2 separate regions of the Zea mays genome follow, and region 2 is linked to region 1. Evidence: chromatin contacts called from public Hi-C data. All regions are on one chromosome and are shown on one strand. The core of a region is the stretch at or near the end of the contact, and the rest is flanking DNA. Distances in the headings are between cores, read along the strand shown.

Evidence for each region. A called contact is a pair of places that touch in the nucleus more often than the background predicts.
Region 2: a Hi-C map of leaf shows a contact between it and region 1, with 8 times the contacts expected there. The contact joins the promoter of LOC103631987 here to the promoter of LOC103631979 in region 1. A contact is called at or near these places in 8 of 25 Hi-C or Micro-C datasets (bundle sheath, ear, endosperm and 4 more).

What each region holds. Positions count from the first base shown.
Region 1 is chr7:7,792,319-7,799,567 of Zm-B73-REFERENCE-NAM-5.0, forward strand. It overlaps LOC103631979, which reads right to left and starts at 2,902. Exons shown (of 12, transcript XM_020540933.1): 1 at 2,375-2,902; 2 at 1,095-1,425; 3 at 722-1,016; 4 at 267-444; 5 at 1-176. The coding sequence starts at 991. It overlaps LOC100281110 (eukaryotic translation initiation factor 3 subunit 2), which reads right to left. Exons shown (of 8, transcript NM_001154029.2): 8 at 7,174-7,249.
Region 2 is chr7:8,218,220-8,225,242 of Zm-B73-REFERENCE-NAM-5.0, forward strand. It overlaps LOC103631987 (putative leucine-rich repeat receptor-like protein kinase family protein), which reads left to right and starts at 4,041. Exons shown (of 6, transcript NM_001330590.1): 1 at 4,041-4,246; 2 at 4,421-6,762; 3 at 6,877-7,023. The coding sequence starts at 4,977.

The sequences.
Region 1 (7,249 bases), core at 1,652-4,151:
TGTGTATAGTTCACCATTAGAACTAACTGCTACACTGTGAAACTTTGATGCAGCAACTGTTTTGATATATGATCCATGCAAAGCTTCTACTTTGCATGGTAGTTTTTGTATGTGGGCGTTGCCAGTTCCCAGCTGATAATTTGTCCCACTTCCCCAACTGAAGACTTCCGTTGCAACTAAAATGAAAAAAAAAACTTCCATAAAGCAAGCCAAATTGCCAAGAGCGCAATATAAGAGAACCGTTTCCTGGGGCAGAAGAAAGCTACCTGCATCTGGAAAATCTCCATTGGCCTGTGATACTGGACAGGAGATAAGGTCAACAGGTGTACGGCCCTTAGTGTCCTCCAAAGCGAGGGAAGCACCAAACTGTAAAAGAACACCAGCAATACATAGGTGACCAAAATGAAGTGCTCTATGCAGGCTACTCCAGCCAGATTCTCCATCCTGCAACAGTGAAAATTTTAGTGAGAATTTACACACAACTGAAAGGTCAATAAGCAAAATCAAGCAGCACCAAACTAAAGAAAATTTTGATAATCAAAATGAGTTTATCTGCATGATATTCTGTACAAAACCACATTTTAGTTTTTTGTTGTTGTTGTTACTGTAGTGGTTCGATACAGCTGAGGCTGTTACTGCCTTACTGGGATTATAGCTAAAAGAAAATAATTTTCAAAGCAAAGATAACCAGAGGAAGCATCCTAAAAGAAATAGTGCATACCCTTGCATCTGGATCAGCGCCAGCATCTAGGAGTCGCCTCACAATGGGTAGATGATTTCTCCATGTTGCAAGGTGGAGGGCACTAAGACCAAATGCATTTCTACCATCAATGTTCCCACCACTTTTTTTCAACAAGGCCAAAGCAGATTCTACTTCAGCTATTGACCCTTGTTTGGAAACAAGGCACAGATCCTTAAGAGAGCTTCCAGGAGAAGGTTTGCGGACAGCTGACTGCTTTGATGTGCCTGGTGGAGATATGGAAGTCTCCATGAAGTTTCAGGAACACACACAGTATCTACACAATTATTGAGGCAAATAAGAACTCCATCAAGATAACATTAGAAATCATTCTTTTTCCTAGATGTGAAAGTACCTGAAATAGCAGGCCAACAGATGAACTTCTTCACACTATCTGAACTGTTTCTTACTACTAATGTTACAGCTGATGTTGTTCTTAATTGTAAGTACAGTTCTGGTGTAATTACAATTGTATATCTATCGGGAGAAATGTTTGAGTGAACATCATCTCCATTATCTAAGACAGTTTCAGTATCCTAAGGAACTGTCCAAACAACCTAAGATAGCATGACGCTATAGCTTCATTTTGAGTAAAATTATTCCTATTAGAGAGCCGCGAGCTACGAGGCCATTGCCATGCCAAGACTTGATGCTAAGTAGAGAACCACTATAGAGTATAAATCAACCTGCACGATGGATAAAATAAAATGGATGTAAATGAGTAAACTATATAATGCAAGAAATTACAATAGCATTAAAATAATGAATGCTCTGAATTATATGCCTGATAAACTGGAAAATGAACTAGTTTTTTTTAAATGCACAAACAAACAATCTGCAACATGGAAAAACTATTGGTGAATGACATTTCTGATAAGAGGTCTAACTTAAACAGAAAGTAAACACCTTCACATTCAAGTCTTCAGGTTATGCATCTTATGCAATTATATATTTTCAATCTAAAGTTGGCCTACCACAGCAAACTTATAAATATGCACCCAACTTGGATAGAGAAATAGAACTTGCCCTTGACACCGACATGTAATTGTTTCGGGGAAAAGGAATCATATATAGCACTGATGTAAATGATAAACTAACCCATCCATTATAGTGTCAAGGCCGTGGAACAGCACAGATGGGTAATCGAACGTCACTAGTAACATTCTTAGTCTAAATCATTGAGCATGGGAGTCAAGTCGGTAACAGTGGGGGGGAAAAACAAAAGAAGAAATCACAACAGAAACGAAATACATGCTTGTAAAATGGCCCCAGCCAAACGCTAATTACGTATACACATTTAGTTAACGTACATACATGGCATGGAATTAAAACAAGGAAGAATGTCTAGCAAATACTACTTAGAATTAATAACTTATCATCGTTATCAATTCAGAACTCAACCATCAGATTCCCCACATATATAGACAATAATATGGTACACGCTGCACGATCCTTCTCTGGACGAACTGAACAAATCCGAGCAGACCCCCGGGGGAAAAAATGGGAAACACGCTGCAAAACAAACTGGAAGGCTGGAAGCATCCAACCAGCCAGCCACCCCCCGGAAGAAAGGTTTGGTTTTGACGGAAGATCACCGCGAGACGTCAGGATCAATCAAGATGGGGCTTTCCTTACCAGCAAAAGAAACAAGCCGGATTGCTGGATCTGAAGAGCCTGCAGAGGTTGGGGGGAAAAGAAAAGGAATGGCGGCCTCTGGATTGGACCTCCCCTGCACAGGCTCCTCAAGAACGCATCTTTGCCCCCTTCGCCCCGGCCCTCTCTACCTCTCTCTGTCCCTCCCTCCCTCCCTGACGCTTGCGTCTGTTTATCAGGGGAGGGTCGGGTACGGGATCTCCGGGCGAGGAATATGCCCCGGGGCTCCGGCCGCAGGTCGCAGGAACTGCTTCCAAACTCCAACGCTCCTCTCTCTCTCTCTCTCTCTCTAGTCTCTCTCCTCTGTTGTTGTTTTTTTTCCCTCGTGGTGGTCGTGGGTGTGAGATCTCTGGGTTGTGAGTATTTTGAGGAGAGGGAGATATCCGACGATTATACGCGAACAGAAATTGAGGTTATACACGGCATGTCATCGAAAAAAAAGAGGTGGAGTGGGGGGGGCAGACGAGCTTGTTGGTTGGATTTTTGTGGATTTTTCACGTTATGGCCTCCGGTTTCTTGACAATTGCGGTGGGCCGAGGATATCCACCACAAGGCAAGAATTCCATGCACCGTTTTGATTAGGCTTCGTGTTCGTTAAGCTTGTTACAGTCACTCAGCTTGAGATGTGCATAGCCGTTGACGATCCACTGCGATGAAGCGGCAAACTATCAGCATACAGAGAGAACTGCTAGAGGGGTGCATGTCTTGCACGCAACGCAGCAGGCCAGGACACCAAGGACCAAGTTTTTTTTTTTGCAGGAAAGCGCTCTAGTATCCGCATTTTACGAACGAGGCCCCTGGAACTTTCCTTCCCTTCATAAAGAGACGAGAGTGAGTCCACGCACGCATGGCATGACGCACTGGTTTTCTTTTCTTTTTGGTATTCTTGGATGGAGAAAAAGAGAGAGGAGGAGCAGGACAGGAGGACGGGTCGGTTGGACATGCGCCTACACGCGCTCCACGCGCACCTTGCGTTCTCTTCTTCTTCCTCCTCCTCTGCTGCAGCCATTGCAAAAGCCTGAACGGACCAAACCGATTGTAACTAATGAAGATCAGCATCATGACTTGTGCAGTGACAGTCTTGGCTAAACTATGAATCAGTAGCTAAGCACGATAGTCGATAGATGGCTCTAACTCTTGTGTCTTTTTCTGTAGTTCTGAATCTGAATCTGTGAGATGGGCAAGCTGGCACACATGAGACGGTGAGATGGAGGGGAACAATGATCAGCAGACAGCAGTAGAAGCAACCAGTTCGTCAAAAGTGTGTTAATCACACTATGGTCTTAGTTTTAATGGCCTAAGATGCGTTTGGGCTTAGAGTAGGCATGTGCCTAGTCTCAAGTGGTGAGAACAGAACAGAACAGGTGAAGTAAGGCCAGAATCCAAAGTTTTTTCTCTTGCTTTTCAAGGCATGGCCAGCTAGCTGCTCGTTTAGACCAACTCCAGCAGCACTGGCTATCCCACTCCGTATCCATATTATACACGCTCTAAGTTACTATTTCGCTCTCCAGCAGCCTCCGCATCTGTCTCCGCAAAACACACGCCGTGTACCTGCACTCCCCTTTTCCACGGTTTCTCTCTCCTCTCCGCACAAGACTGCATGCGCCCGCGGCTGCTCGCGGGCCCCAGGTGTCATAGACTGCAAGCGGAGTGCAAATACGGAGTCTGCTGGAAACGGGGACGGATACGGAGTCTCGTTGTATACTGTTGGCCGTGCTAAATACGGATAGGGAGAGGGAGTCTGCTGGAGTTGGTCTTATGAGTATATATACTTCTTGTAGTGGGAGCATCGACCGAGCTTGTATAAAAAAAATACTGACATTTGTAATACAGAATAAATGCCATTAAATTAATCGTTTCTACGTTTTAAATTACGTGTTGTTTTAATTTTTTTCCTAAATATATTCTTTTTGTTATACTCTTCATTTGTGTGAGTACATATTAATGGTGTCAGTGGCCAGTGGGGGAAAACAAGCTCCTATGACGTTCTAGAAAACGTCCAATGAAACCTCTACTCTCTAACAGTAGCTATTTGCTTATATCACTTCCATCATATAAATCCTAGAAACGATGCAACTCTAGGTTTGATCAGATTCAAGCTAGTTTAAATTTGATTGAGTTTATGAGAAAAAAATAGCATAAACATTTCTTTTTCCTGAACTATTAGTAGATGCCAGCAAATTTATATAGAATCAGGCTCCTTTCTCTGCCATGAGAAAGCGTTTATTGGTTATGTTTGACACAGCTTGTGCTTGTTGGAAAAACAGCTTATTTGATGAAAACCAGCTTCTGTTTGTTGGCTGTTTTTAGTTCATTCTGATAAACAACTGAACTGATAAGCTGTTGTAGAAGTTACATATTTAACACAGTTTTTGTTTAAATCTATGAATATGCTGTGACAAACAGGGCGATTAAATATACCGCGTTGTTGATAAATCGACTTTGTTTTCTACAACGTGGAAGCCGCTCTCAAGAAAAAGCGCTTAGCCCTCGACAAAACCCGATCGTTGGATGGAGTGATCAAGTCGCTTTAATTTTGATGTCGCAGCTGCTGCCGTCCGCATATCCCAAAGAGCCAGGAGAACAAAACGCAATTCGTCCCAACAGCCCCAATAAAGCAGAACCACACACACACAACGAACAGCAGCAGTAAAATTCCACACAAAAAAGAAAGTTTAGATATATGCGCGATTCATCGAGAGCCATTAAAAAAGAAAGTTTAGATATATGACACGGCTTCTCATGTCATCATGGGTCCTTCGTCACCTGCCAGCGCACGCTTGGTATGACACGCTGTCCTGTCCTTCCAATGTACGGGTCACTATAGAGACCTCGATGCCCATTAGGTGTGATGTGCGTATATCCGGACGTGGCTTGATGGTGACACGTCTCATCGTAGCTGACGTGGATCAGTAGCGTTGGACTTAGATCTGTGCCTTGCCGGGTTGCTCGACGGAGAATTGGTCGACTAGAGCTGATTGGTAGAGAGTTGGTAGTCAGAGTTGGTCATCATCCAAGAGTTGGTCATCATCCGAGAGTTAGTCACATTCGGTCTATTTCACAGAGTAGGTCAGCGAAGTTGGTCATCAGAGAGTTCATCATCGAAGAGTTGATCATCATCGTAGAGTTAGTCATCATTCGAGAGTTGGTCATCTTGTCCGTCTCGCAGAATTAGTCGGTGGAGTAGCTCATCGGAGAGCTGGTCATCTGGTCTGTCTCGCACAGTTAATCGACGGAGTTGGCCGTTTTTGAAGGGCCTATTTCGGATACCTGGTTCCCGAGTACTCGACACATACTTTATTATTTAATGTACTAATATATTAGATTTTAAGGTTGATTTTATCTAGTGTTAAAAGATATTAAAAATCTATCATTTTTTTACTCTTTCATATTTGATAGAATTTTCTATACCTTTTTTAATATAGGATAAATTAGAACTTTAAATTTAATACATTTGTAGAACAAACGATAAAGTATATCTATATTTTTTTGAGTTTTTTTCATATTTTTTAGTAATTTGATTGCAAGAAATTTTAATTGAATAACAGCTTTTACTACCTATATATCCACGTGTCTTTCTCATGTTGCAATTTACCAACCTGATTTGAGTCTAAACCAAATTAACATGTTTATATACAATTTTCGTCGATGAAGCCTCTCTATGGCACACTAATTTTATCCGTTATCTTATTTATGTGACACTTCAATGCATTCTTACCCTTCCATTCGAAGGGCTTATTTACCATCTCAAATTTAATTTCTTGCCTTTCCATACCAACGCAGATGGTATAGAAGGATAAAATATTTACATGTCATAATGTATTCTATACCACTTCAATATTATTGAAGGGTAAGAAATTACGCAAGTGGCATAAAAAGGACGGAAAATAAGGTACTCACCTAGCTTCTATCAAACTAAAATATTTTACCTTTTAAGGCATATTTTACATTTTAAGACTTTGTTTAGGACTGCTTTAACTTTAAAATATTTGGTGAAATTGGTGAAATAGATCATTAAGATGATCTTCAGTAAATCGTAAAATTGAAGCTGTGAATTTTTAGAAGGCGTTTAAATAAGTTATTTTGTTTATTATTTTAGATTTAAAATAATTTTAAAACTATTTAAAATTATATTATAGACTATAACTTCACGTTGAAGATGAAATTTAGAGTAGTCCCAAACACCCTCCAAATAATATATACTTTTCACATTCCAATAATATTATTTAACTTTATATTATAGACTTCAACTCGTTGAACCTAAAATCTAGAGCAATCCAAAACACCCCTAAATAATATATACTTTCCACATTCAAATAATATTGTTTCTTGGTGAAATGATTATACCAATATATACAATCACACATGATATACTCATGAAACCTAGACTACACATATAGCACAAGTTATATATCTTAGAACATTTTAAAATTTAAAAGATGTTTAGTTGCTTTAGTCACCCTACTAAACTTTAGTCCCTATAAATCATATTTAAAGGAACGATTTTAGTCATCATGTTTGGTATTTTAGAAAAGAGACCAAAATTTAGTCATTAAAATTTAGGAGTGAAACTAGCTAGTGAAATAGCTGGCCATTAGAGACGCCCTTAGAATGAAGTGAGTATTTATTTACATTATTCAATATACCCACTAAGGGCTACACTCACAGGCAAAACCCAACTAAAGTTAGGCACCAGCAAGATATTACACAAGCCGTTTAAAGTTCTCAGCATTATCCAAATAGGCTGAAACCCACATGAGGGGCGGTCGAACCTCTCGACATTGATCGTTCAGTCATTTAAGTGGGGAACGTAGTAGGTTTAGCCGTTTAGCCAATGCAGTAATACAGCAGCCTCAT
Region 2 (7,023 bases), core at 2,791-5,290, 430 kb after region 1:
CGGAGCGGAGTTCGCCGTCTTCCGGGTCTTAGCCCGAGTCCGAGCCCTGGGGTCGGGCGGAGCGGAGTTCGCCGTCTTCTGGGTCTTAGCCCGAGTCCGAGCCCTGGGGTCGGGCGGAGCGGAGTTCGCCGTCTTCCGGGTCTTAGCCCGAGTCCGAGCCCTGGGGTCGGGCGGAGCGGAGTTCGCCGTCTTCTGGGTCTTAGCCCGAGTCCGAGCCCTGGGGTCGGGCGGAGCGGAGTTCGCCGTCTTCCGGGTCTTAGCCCGAGTCCGAGCCCTGGGGTCGGGCGGAGCGGAGTTCGCCGTCTTCCGGGTCTTAGCCCGAGTCCGAGCCCTGGGGTCGGGCGGGGCGGAGTTCGCCGTGGCGCCTTTGGCAAGGCCTGACTGCCTGTCAGACTCACTCTGTCGAGTGGCACTGCAGTCGGAGTGGCGCAGGTGGCGCTGTCCTTCTGTCAGACTGGCCAGTGGAGCGGTGGAGTGACGGCGGTCACTTCGGCTCTGCCGGGGGCGCGTGTCAGGATAGAGGTGTCAGGCCACCTTTGCGTTAAATGCCCCTGCAATTTGGTCAGTCGGTGTGGCGATTTAGTCAAGGTTGCTTCTGAGCGAAGCCAAGGCCTCGGGCGAGCCGGTGATGTGTCCGCCATAAAAGGGGGCCTCGGGCGAGACGGAAGTCTCTCGAGGTCGGCTGCCCTTGGCCGAGGCTAGGCTCGGGTGAAGCGTGATCGAGTCACTCGTGTGGACTGATCCCTGACTTAATCGTACCCATCAGGCCTTTGCAGCTTTATGCTGATGGGGGTTACCAGCTGAGAATTAGGCGTCTTGAGGGTACCCCTAATTATGGTCCCCGACAGTTTTCTTTTTTAAACGACAAGCTAAAGCCTTTCTGCGAAAACGATGGATTGGGGCTGGTTGTGGCTCATTCTGCTCCTGATTTTGGGGAATATCATCTTGGTGAGCTGAGCTGCTGGATCTTGTACGTCTGGAAATGTCAATTGAAAAAACCTCCTGACTGGATTCAATGGTTAATCTTTTTGGATTACTGGGCGGGCGATCAACAGACTTCATGATTAAATACTGAATAAATCTGTAGAAAAAAGAAGTTGTTTTTAAATACATTGATTTATGCATGAATATATGCCAAAAAAAGAACTAATTTTTACTATAACTATCTGAAATGCATACTATATAATGCTAAGTGGAATTACATAACTTAAACTACCTTTTATATTTATGCGATAGCATTTAATGAACAATGGTTATATACAAGCATAAAGATTGATTTAATATTTCATATAATTGTAAATGGATCAGGATAAAATAAGAGCCTTTTTGCATCAACTAACTATACAACATATTTTAATAACTGGTTCATAGTAATAAAAACATTTAGCTCAAATAACATGAATATTTAAATAACATTTGCTTAAATATGCTTAATATATGTGAAAACAAATCATTAGAGTAGATGTGCATAAAGAATACTGACTATATGCATATATAATAAAACAAATGTGTAAACAAATGACTCAAGTGAATGTGCATAAACAGTACTGAGGATATGCATATATATCAAATACAAATAAGCATATTTGATAATAAAATAGATGTGAAAACAAATCATTAAAGTAAATGTGCATAAAGAGTACTGACTATATGCATATATAATAAAATAAATGTGTAAACAAATGACTCAAGTGAATGTGTATAAACAGTACTGAAGATATGCATATATATTACATACAAAAAGCATATATGTGTTACTTGAGTTGTATAAGAGAACTCTCTGCTAACTCATCAGTAAATACCTAATCCACAGCCTTTGTCTAGATCTATGAATGTCGGGCGATAGTGAGGATATAGAATAAATACATATGCCCTAATATCGGGGCTCCTAAACAAAAAAGAGATGCAATGCGCGATGCAATGACCCGATTAGAGTGATGTCTAAACGGATACAAATCACACATTTAGCTGGAGAATAAGGGTTACAATCAAATCCACTTCAATCGACCGATAGGCTTCAAAAAATCGACGGCAAACTCGGTGTATTTCAATGTTGGATTACCTGGAACTTCTTGAATCGGGCTCCAATGCTGGGAGATTGAAGGATGTAAACTGGAATGGAAGGGCGCTGGATTGGAGCAGCGGTGGATTGGCGCTGCGCTGGTTTGGAGGCGCGGAAATCGCCTGGGGAGTCGCCTCCGGCGAAAGGAAAATCTGCGCGGCTGGGGTTTTCTTCCTATCGGCGCTGGTTTGACTCCGTTGATTGCGCGACTACGGTTTTAGAAACAGGAAACGTGGGAGAGGTGGCTGGCAGACGGAGGAAACGGTGTAACGGCGTCGTGACTAGGACCTGTTGACTCGGTGTGGTTCAACCAAAATGCCCATATTAACTAGCCTGGGCTTCCTCTATTATTGGAAGCTCAGAGCTCTTAATATATAAACTATATATATATATATATATATATATATATATATATATATATATATATATATATATATATATATATATATATATATATATATATATATATATATATATATACACTTAATAGATGGAAATACGTAGTTTAGACTGCTCCAATCCTAAAACGATTGCTTTGGAGTCTTAGCTTTTCAAACTCTAGCCCATTATATTACTTACAAAACAACGAGACCACTATAAATTGGCTGAGTATTAATAAAAAATTTAAAGTGAGTAATGCTAGAGACATAAAGGTATTTCCAACAGTCTATATGAATTACCATACTTTTTCATAATCATAAATTTTTCAAGTTGTGTGTATTAGTTCATAACCTATACATGCGCTTGGCGTCTAAAAACTATAAATCTTACTGTCTCTTCTTATTAGACATTTGTTTTTTTCTACTTAAATAATGCTTACAACAAAACTGCTCAAATATAAATCAAATTATCATCCCATGTATATATATACATGCGCTAGCCGCCCGACACGGGGATCCATCTCGAATTATGAAATAACAACAGAACACGTCTCTCTTCTCGCCATCCCTCTCTCTCTCTCTCTTCTTGCTGTTCTTGGATCCTCTCTACTCTCCTCTCTTCCCTCGCGTTGTTCACATTCAGGCTACCCTCCTCTGCCATGGTCTCTGTCTCTGTCTCACTCACTCGCGGTCACATGAACTGTGCATCGTGGCCTCCGGAGATTCTTTCCAATATACACGCCATTTGGTTCTACTCTCACAAGAGAGGGGGGTGGGGGTCCATCCAATTAGAGGCGATCGGACGTAGTACGGTGGTTGGAGAAGAGAAACCCAGCGATTGTTTATTGTCGTCTGTCTGATGGATATATGCAGTCGGTGTCAGTGCCGTGGGCACGCCGAGGCCGTGGCCAGCGGACATCGGCCAAGCCCGTGTGAGGGAGCAGCACACCACACACATGCTCTGCAAGATCCCAGTTTTATCTTGCCAAAAAAAAATCTACATGTGTCTCTTACCAGATTTCACGGTGTATTTGTACGTGTCTAGTGCCTGAAATTTGCGTTCTTTTCGTCAGTCTTTTGCCGACGAATGAAGTCACTGAAAGGGTCAGTTCGTGCAAATGTTCGCCACACCAAAGTGAAAGCGATGCCACACCAAAGTGAAATGTGAAAACCATTTTAACCTACCAGAAAACAACATGCTGTTACAGCCTAGCCTACCTTTTACCAGATCTTCAGGTTGAAGGAGAGGGAAAGCGGCTGTGGAGGGGCCAAAAAAAAAAGAATGGTTAAAGAAAAGCCTACAAAAGACCAACCGTATTTCCCTGCCTGCTTCCTAACGCTGAGCTTTTGTATGGTAGGGGAGGGGAGGGGGGAGGGAAAAGATGGCTCCGGGCTCACACCTCCTTGTCCTTTTGCCAACCGCCGTCGTCCAGCTCAATCCTTTGTGGCCTCTTCCTCACGCGCCAAGCCAGCCCGTGATGCTCGGCGACAGTAGAGTAGTGGTAGCCGACACACACACACACACACTGCGCATACGATTCCCTACTCCCATGATCCCATCCCATCATCTCCCACCCAGCATTCACAAAACCCCAAGGGCAAAATAATATGGACTGTAGATGCTGCAGTGCTCCACTCCATTCAGAGACAGACAGCGCTCGGTTCATCAGTTGCATTGCGTTCATCTGCTGCCCCAGCTCGTGCTCTCTCCCAGTCCCAGTCCCTCGCAAGCTGACCTCTGCGTTCCTTCAGCACTGGCACTGGCAGTGAGGCGCTGTGCTGCTCCAGTAGCTGTAGCTGTAAGGTAATAACTGAAGCTCCTGAACTTGTGTTTCTGGTTTCTTGGAATTACTACTAATAATCATATCAACTGGTGAGTTTTAAAAAAAATACGGTGATTAGTAGTACTAGGAGGAGTAGGTGACAGTGCCGAGCAGAGATGATGCTTGGTTAACCTGACGGTGCAATCGCTGTGCAGCCCTGTTGCCAGTTCGTGAAGAAAGGGAGCAAATCTGGGGTGCCTGCAGGAGGGGGTGGAAGAGGGGAGAGGCATTGGCATCCAGTGCTTGCTTGCTTGCTTGCCAGGGGGTGAAAAGAACCGGCGGTCTACCACTCAGATCCGTCCCCTGTGCAGTGCAGGATTGGACATTTTTTTTTCTGGTCGCCAGTAGCTATCTCCAATAACTATACCTCGTTGCTGCGAGTTCCCAAGTTCGTTGCTGCCTTCGTTTTGCTGGCTCAGGCTCCCTGCGTAACTGCATTCAGAGCTTAGAAATCTTTTCTTCCAGATTCTAGATGTGTGGGTGATTACCAAGAGGCTGGAGACTCCCACTCTCTTCGGTTCCAGCTCGAGGTCGAGAAAAGGTTTCTTTCGCCGTTTCTGATCATTTGCTCATCATTTCTGGCCTCGCTGCCATCGGTTGCGCAGTAGAAAGCTGGCAATCATCAGAAGAATTCCAAGAGAGAGGAGGAGGAGAATTCTCTCTGTGTGTGGCAAGCTAGAGCTAGCAAGCGTAAGTAAGTAAGGTTCAAGGATGGGTCGAGGGAGTTGCGGTTGCAGGCATCCTCTGCTCGCCGTCTTGCTGCCGTTGCTGCTAGTGCTAGCAATGGTGCCCGAGTCGGCGCAGCTGCAGTCGTCGCAGACGTGGTCGCTGCTCAAGATCCAGCAGCTGCTCAGCTACCCGCCGGTGCTCCGCACCTGGGGCAACGGCACCGACTTCTGCTACGGCGGGGACTACAAGACCGCCTCCGCCTTCGTCGAGTGCTACGGCGACAGCGTGACGCAGCTCCACATCATGGGCCCCGGCGGCGCCCCGCCGCTGCCCAAGACGTTCAACCTGGACGCCCTCTTCACGACGCTGACGAGGCTCCCCGACCTCCGGGTGCTGACGCTCACCGGGCTCGGCCTCTGGGGCCCGCTGCCGGGGAAGGTGTCGCGGCTGGCGTCGCTGGAGATCGTCAACGTCAGCGGCAACTACCTCTACGGGCAGCTCCCGGAGGGGCTATCCCGGCTGGGCGGCCTCCAGACGTTCATCGCCGACGACAACATGCTCTCCGGCGAGCTGCCCGGGTGGCTCGGGAGGCTGGCGTCGCTGGCCGTGCTCAGCCTCCGGAACAACTCGCTGCAGGGCGCGGTGCCGGAGTCCGTCCGGGACATGGGGTCGCTGCGGTCGCTGGCGCTCGCGTGCAACAACCTCTCCGGCCAGGTGCCGGACCTGAGCGCGCTGACGAACCTGCAGGCGGTGGACCTCTCCAACAACTCGCTTGGCCCGGCGTTCCCGCGCCTGGGGCGGAAGGTGGCCAGCGTCGTGCTCAGCGGCAACCGCTTCGGCAACGGGGTCCCCGCCGAGGAGGTCGCCTCGCTCTACCTCCTGGAGCGCCTGGACGTGTCGAGGAACCGGTTCGTCGGCCCGCTCCCGCCGGCGCTGCTCGCGCTCCCGTCCATCGAGTACCTCAGCGTCGCCGGAAACCGCTTCACGGGCCTGCTCGCCGCCAACATGTCCTGCGGCGAGAACCTCCGGTTCGTGGACGTGTCGTCGAACCTCCTGACGGGGACGCTCCCGTCGTGCCTGAAGACGCTCCCGTCGTCCTCCAACTCCAAGCAGGTGACGGTCCTGGCGGCGTCCAACTGCCTGTCCGGCGGCGCCGGCAGCACGCAGCACCCGGCCCTGTTCTGCCAGAACCAGGCGCTGGCCGTGGGCATCGTGCCCGTGCAGGCGCGGGGCGGCGGCAAGGCCAAGGGCAAGGCCGGAGCCGTGGCCGGCGCCGTGGCGGCCGCGCTGGCCGCCGCGCTGCTCGCCGGCGTGGCCGCGTTCCTCTTCGCGCGGAGGGCGGCCGTGAGGCGCGCCAAGGCCAGGCCGCCCCGGCGGCTGGTGGAGCACGCGGCGTCGTCCATGTCGGTCGGCGGCGGCGGCGCGTACCCGTCGCAGCTGTTCGCCGACGCGCGGTACATCTCGCAGACGGTGAAGCTGGGCGCGCTGGGCGTCCCCGCGTACCGGTCCTTCTCGCTGGTGGAGCTGGAGGCGGCGACCAACGACTTCGAGGTGTCGCGCCTGATGGGGCAGGACGCGCACGGGCAGATGTACCGGGGCACGCTCGGCAACGGCACGGCGGTGACGATCCGGTCGCTGCGGGTGCGGCGCAGCCAGACGTCGCAGGCGTTCAACCGGCACGTGGAGATGATCTCCAGGCTGCGGCACCGGCACCTGGTGAGCGCCCTGGGGCACTGCTTCGAGTGCAGCCCCGACGACGCCACCGTCACGCGGCTGTACCTCGTGTTCGAGTACGTGCACAACGGGAACCTCAGGAGCAGGATCTCGCGTGAGTGCCATCCTTGTTCCTCTCGTGGTCGCCATTGTCGTCGTCGTCGTGACGTCGATCATCATACATAGCTGAGGCGCGCTGAGGCTGACGCTGCTTGTGTTCTTGGTTCAGAGGGAACCGAAGGGAGGAAGCTGCCATGGGTGCAGAGGATCTCGGCGGCCATCGGCGTGGCCAAGGGCATCCAGTTCCTGCACGGGGGCATCATGCCGGGCCTCTTCGCCAACAACCTCAAGATCACCAACATCCTCCTGGACCAGA